Regions from separate parts of the Hordeum vulgare genome. Here region 2 is linked to region 1. Evidence: chromatin contacts called from public Hi-C data. All regions are on one chromosome and are shown on one strand. The core of a region is the stretch at or near the end of the contact, and the rest is flanking DNA. Distances in the headings are between cores, read along the strand shown.

The links. A called contact is a pair of places that touch in the nucleus more often than the background predicts.
Region 2: a Hi-C map of leaf shows a contact between it and region 1, with 5 times the contacts expected there. The contact joins the promoter of LOC123443353 here to the enhancer-like site in region 1. A contact is called at or near these places in 3 of 6 Hi-C or Micro-C datasets (leaf and seedling).

What each region holds. Positions count from the first base shown.
Region 1 is chr3H:158,663,047-158,666,122 of MorexV3_pseudomolecules_assembly, reverse strand. No RefSeq gene overlaps it. Among protein-coding and RNA genes, the nearest start is that of LOC123443352, 410 kb to the right of the region's middle. Within about 2 kb of position 1,517, at least 3 of the 3 cell types and tissues checked have open chromatin away from gene starts, as enhancers often do. A contact at or near this core is called in leaf and seedling, where this site is marked.
Region 2 is chr3H:159,142,918-159,145,993 of MorexV3_pseudomolecules_assembly, reverse strand. It overlaps LOC123443353 (ERI1 exoribonuclease 2-like), which reads left to right and starts at 1,642. Exons shown (of 1, transcript XM_045119692.1): 1 at 1,642-3,054. The coding sequence starts at 1,894. The coding sequence ends at 2,859.

The DNA of each region.
Region 1 (3,076 bases), core at 268-2,767:
AGGAAGATCCGTGGGGGCCGCCTTGCTCGAGCAGCAACCTCCTAATGGCGACGCGGAGGGCGAGCTCTTCCACACCGATGTTTGAGGCATCGTACTCTTCGTTGGAGCCATTGTTGTGTCCTTCGCCGGCTATCGGATCAGAGGGGAAGGGATCGGAAGTGGAGCTGGTCGGAGTGGACGGAGACGGGAGTGGAGTGGAGTATGTATTGACCGATGCCTAGGGTTTGCAGGATGGAGATATTTGTGGGATTAAGGTGGGCAGGCTAGGCCAAGCCGACGTGACGGACACGCCGCGGCCGCCCTCATATTCTTTTCATATTTGTACTGGATATGACGGATGTTGATCAGCCCGAACATTTGAGGCCTGTTTGAGGCATCCGGCTGGGTCAAGATCTTCGTGACTGGATGGGCCGCCTGAATTTTGTGACCGGTTTGGGACGCCCGACTATAGATGCTTTAATACATATGTGCATATCCTTCCAAACATCTAACCCTACTTGTATGTGTAAGAGCAACTCCAACCGTACGACACAAAAGGACGCACACTTTGTTCTCCTTTTATCCGTATGAGTTGGCGTATTCATCTCTTTTTGCAAATGGATCCATAGTTCGTCCAATGGGCAAACCCAAATCTCGTCCTCGCGGCCGTTCGACAGCCATTTTTAATCACACATTTTTTGGGTTGGATTTGCACGTTATTTTTATTTCATCAAAGGCATTTTAATACAGCGGGCGTCGTCGCATTTTATGAATGACAATGGTGAACCGGCAAGCCTTTAGGCCAATGCCGAGCCAGGGCGGTGACCGGTCGTGGCTTTGCCGGCGGACCGACGATAATACAGGTCCGAGCGGCTAGAGGCGGATTGAACAATTGCATGTGACACCAAGGCATTGCCCACGCTGGGTGGACCGGAACCCGGGCAAATCATGGCAAGCGCAGCTCACCGGCGACTGGATTCCCCAAATCCCGCCGGTAGGATGCGGCAAATCTCACAACCACCGTTGCAGATCTACCACTCGATCATCCGTACCAAAAAGAAGGAGGCACCCCGCTAGTGGATCTGCTGCTGGGTGGAGGAGGGAGGAGGCTGAAGAGCGAGGTGGACGGAAAAAAATAAACGTTCACTTAGGGTTTATGCATTTGCAGTCTCTGAAAGGAGGAAGGGGATAGAAAAGGCAAGACCGTGCCGTCGACGAACAGGCGAGAGGTAGGAGCATGCGGACGGGACGCGTGTCTGTTTCAGGTCTGAAAGTCGTAAATGTAATTTGAATTTAAATCTAAAATGTATCATGGACGGATAGAAAATGAACGGGCGTTTGAAACGCCGCTCTGGGTCGCATTTTACGTTCGCGTTCGATCGAAATGGACATACACGGATGGATGGTCCGGTTAGAGTTGCTCTAACGTAGTCCGTGATTGTATCATGCTAGCGACTAGTTTGTCCTCCCAGCTGTGGGGCCGGACGTAGGCATCGGCCGTGTTGACTGCTGCGTGCCACTAGCACTGCACGGGTAAAGGAAAGCGGAAAAAGGTGGCGTGCCGTCGCCATTTGTTGGCCCACTTGTCTTCCGAGTTCACAGCTCCCGCAGACTTGCGAGACCGCCCGTCACCCGTCGTCGACGATCCGTGGTCGTTTTCTGTTGCGCCTGTGCTATCTGCATGCCGGTCCTTGGTTAGCCTCCCAAGATGTGGACGAGTTTCTAACCAAAGCATCTCCACATGACACGGCAAGTGGCAGCTATCGTCGGCCAAGACCGCGTTCCAAGTCGACTTCCTGCCGTCACCTGCCTTTGCCTCTCCTCCCTCTCACGCATATCTTTAGTCCTTATCTTCCTTAATTGGATCGCTTTGTGGGTTTGTCTTTCTTCTCTCTTGCTCTATAAGCTTGGTTGCACTCTCTCCACGATCACTTCGTCACGTGATCAGGTCACGTCTACCGTCTACGGGCTTTCCAGCCGCACAGAGTATAATTTCTGGACTGAGACGGTTTTACCAGACATCAGTGCACCCGCAGTGACAGTGCAACTGATGCTTATTTCAAACTGCAGACTTGCCGGGAGAAACCGATATATATATGAGCTCCGTTGCGACAAATCAATGGATTCAGGCAGACTTGCGGTACAAAGGTTTGCAGGAGATGCAGTACTACTAGTACACAGTGAATTTTTGTTAAAAAACACCCTAACCGAGTCTATTTGTCGGAAAGAACCACCTGTACACGAAAGCGGCAGAAAAGACCCCCACCCACCATGACGGCAAGCGCGCCACGCGATGAGTGTCGCCTTCCGCCACCAGGCGAGGTGGCTGGGGCCTGCCGCCACGGCGCGAGGCGGCCGGCGCGCATTTCCGTTTCAGCGTAGCTGCGACGGAACGGTGAGAGAGTGGTGGGACATGCCGCCACGAAAGGAGGCGGCCATGCGGGCCTTGCCGCCTCGGCAGCTGGCGGCCGGCGGTGTGGATGACGGCACTGATTCCCACCTGACGGCGCTGATTCCCACGCTGTCTCCATCGACGAAACAATGAAAAAATTTCCTGCTCTCCACCGACGAAACAGTGCCAAAATTATGTGTATAAAGGAGCTGCGTCGCTGTCTCCACTCTCACTCTCTTGTCGCGCCGTTGCTTCCTCTGTCACTCGTTTCTCTTCCTTGCTTGAGCCCACACTGCTTCTCTTTCTCACTCTCTTCTCTTTCTCTCAAGACCTACTCCATATGACGATTTAAGTGGCGATTTAGGACGGTTTAAAATTATATTTTGAAGACGTCGTAATTGATGAAAAGATAGATCAAGGTAAGAGTTGTCCATTTCTGTTGTACGTGTTTGCATGCATGATGTTTTTATTTTGTTTGAGTAGTTTCTAAGTATGTGTTTTCTTTTGTTTTAGGAAGTGTATTATCACTTTTGTGGAACGATTTTGTCATGCGATATGAACTACTAAGTTGAAGATCAAGGTATGAGACTCCGTTCATATTTGTGTTCATGTGATCATAGGTCGACTTTGTTCATATATTACCGGTGATTTGTTCGTGTTTGCATGCAACTGTTATTTAAAAATTAGCCGAAAAAATGTCTGTGT
Region 2 (3,076 bases), core at 393-2,892, 480 kb before region 1:
AAAGCAAAGTAAAAGCGAAAGTGGAAACGATAGGTGTGAATATACCCGGGGGCGTAGTGTTCACTAGTGGCTTCTCTCAGGAAAGCAAATAGACGGTGGGTGAACGAATTGTTGTCGAGCAATTGATAGAACCGCGCAAAGTCGTGACGATATCTATGGCAATGATTATATCTATAGGCATCACGTCCAAAACAAGTAGACCGATACTTTCTTCATCTACTACTATTACTCGACATGTCGACCGCTATGCATCATGCATCTAGTGTATTAAGTCCAAAAGAACAGAGTAACGCCTTAAGCAAGATGACATGATGTAGATGGACAATCTCATATCTACGACAAAGCCCATCTTGTTACCCTTGATGGCAACTACACGATGTGTGCCTTGCTGTCCCTATTGTCACTGGGAAAGGTCACCACACGGTAAGAACCCAAAACCAAGCACTTCTCCCATTGCAGAATCATAGATCTAGTTGGCTAAACAAAACCCAAGACTCGGAGAGACTTACAAGGATATCAAATCATGCAAATAAGAAATCAGCAAAGACTCAAATATATATCATAGATAATCTGATCACAAATCCACAATTCATCGGATCTCGACAAACACACCGCCAAAGAGGATTACATCGGATAGATCTCCATGAAGATCATGGAGAACTTTGTATTGAAGATCCAAGATAGAGAACAAGCCATCTAGCTACTAACTACGGACCCGTAGGTCTGAAGTGAACTACTCACGAGTTATTGGAGGGCGATGATGTTGATGAAGAAGCCCTCCAACTCCAAAGTCCCTCCGGCAGGGCACCGGGAAGGGTCTCCAGATGAGATCTCGCGGAAACGGAAGGTTGCGGCGGCGGAAAAGTATTTTCGTGGACGCCCTTAATTTTTCTGGGTTTTTAGGGAATTTATAGGCCAAAGACCTAGGGCAGGGGAGCGCGTGGTAGGCCACAAGCTTGTTTGCCGCGGCCTCCCCCTGGCCGCGGCAACAGGGCTTGTGGGCCCCCTCTGGGCCCACTTGCTTGGCCGTCAAGCCTCCCGATCTTCTTCCGTTCTGGAAAAATTCATTTCGGGGACTTTATTCCGTTTGGACTCCATTCCAAAATCAGATCTGAAAAGAGTCAAAAACATAGAAAAAACAGGAACTGACACTTGACACTGAGTTAATAAGTTAGTCACAAAAAAGATATAAAAGGTAAACAAAACATCCAAAGTTGACAAGATAACAGCGTGAGACCATTAAAAATTATAGATACGTTTGAGACGTATCAAGCCTCACATAAGCAACTGTGGATGCATAGATCGACGATGCATGGTCAGCGAGACACAACTGGCTACCGGGATGGCTCCCACAACAAGCCACCTCGGGACGGGCGACCAGTAGTCGACCTCATCCCACACTTATGGGTATAGTGAAAATAAATGTACCACTAAAAATGTGATGACAGATTCAAACGAGCCTTCTGTTATAATCATCGGTTTTCTTTCCTGTCCATTATAGTTTTTTTTTATATCACAAACTTCGCTTTCGAATATAAGCCTGATAAGAGATTTTTAATAAGGATTATATATATTCACACACTTTGTTTCATATGTAGTTTATTTGAACATTTAGAATGATTTATAATTTAGAACTGATGGAGTAGATTACAAATAGCGTCAACCACGTCAAAAAAAATCTCCCAAAAAAGACCATGTCAAAAAGAAAAACGCGCCAACTGTTTTCCGGAAAGCATCGGATTAGATTAGAAATACCGGCTGGATCGAACTACGGCATCCAGTTGTGCCCTAGTTTTCGATCCCAAATTCCCCGATCTCTGCTGCCCTAGTTTTCGATCCCAAATTTCCCCGATCTCGACTCTCGATCTGTAGTTCGCGCGCACTCCGGCGAACATGGCAGCGATCATGGCGGCGCGCGGGCAGGGTCTGGAGCAAGATTTCGATTTCTTCGTGGTGGTCGACTTTGAGGCGACGTGCGTGAAAGACGCGCGGATCTACCCGCAGGAAATCATTGAGTTCCCCGCCGTGCTCGTCGACGGCGCCAGCGGCCGCATCGAGTCCTCGTTTCGCAGGTACGTTCGTCCTAAACACCACCCTGTACTGACCCAGTTTTGCAGGAAACTCACCGGCATCCGGCAGGAGGATGTCGACGGCGGCGTGGATCTCGGCGAGGCACTCTGGCTGCACGACGCTTGGCTGAAGGCGGCGACGGCGGGGGCAGGGAGCAGCAGGAGGGTCCAATTGGCCGTCGTGACCTGGGGTGACTGGGATTGCCGGACCATGCTCGAGTTCGAGTGCCGCTTCAAGGGCATCGAGAAGCCCTCCTACTTTGATCGCTGGATCAACCTGAGGGTCCCCTTCCAGGCGGCGCTCGGCGGCGGAGGGCGGGTGAACCTGGAGGAGGCGGTCCGGGCGGCGGGGCTGGACTGGGAGGGTCGCCTGCACTGCGGGCTGGACGATGCGCTCAACACGGCGCGGCTGCTTGCTGAGATCATGCGGCGAGGGGTGAAGATGACCATCACCGGATCGCTGGCGCCGCCGGCGCCGATCCAGCAGAAGCAGCAGCCTCGCAGAAGCCCGTGCGGCGGCTCACCTGCACTGGCGCCGCCGCCGATCCAGCAGCAGCCGCCTCGCACAGGCCCTTGCGGTGGCTCGTTTCCGCTGCTGCCGGCGCCTATCCAGCAGAAGCAGCAGCAGCCGCCGCAGACTCCGGCCATGGGAGTCTGGATACGGCAACTGGACGCCGGCCATGGGAGTCTGGATACGGCAACTGGTCGCCTGCACTGCGGGGTGGCAGGACCGATGCAATCTGGATACGGCAACTGGACGCCGGCCATGGGAGTCCTCTGGACCAACTGAAGAATGAGACTGTGATTCAGAAATCAGTGTCGCTCAGCTGCTAGTGTTAATCGTCCCTAGCCATCAGAATTCAGTGTCGTTCTAGCCTAGTCTAGGTGTGAATATAGTCTTTGAAAACCAACTTGACCAATGGGGCTATTCTTGATTTAATCGGTGTCTGAATTAGTATTACCAATAGAAATTTCGTTTTACTTGTGTTCCTTCTCTGTGAACTTCT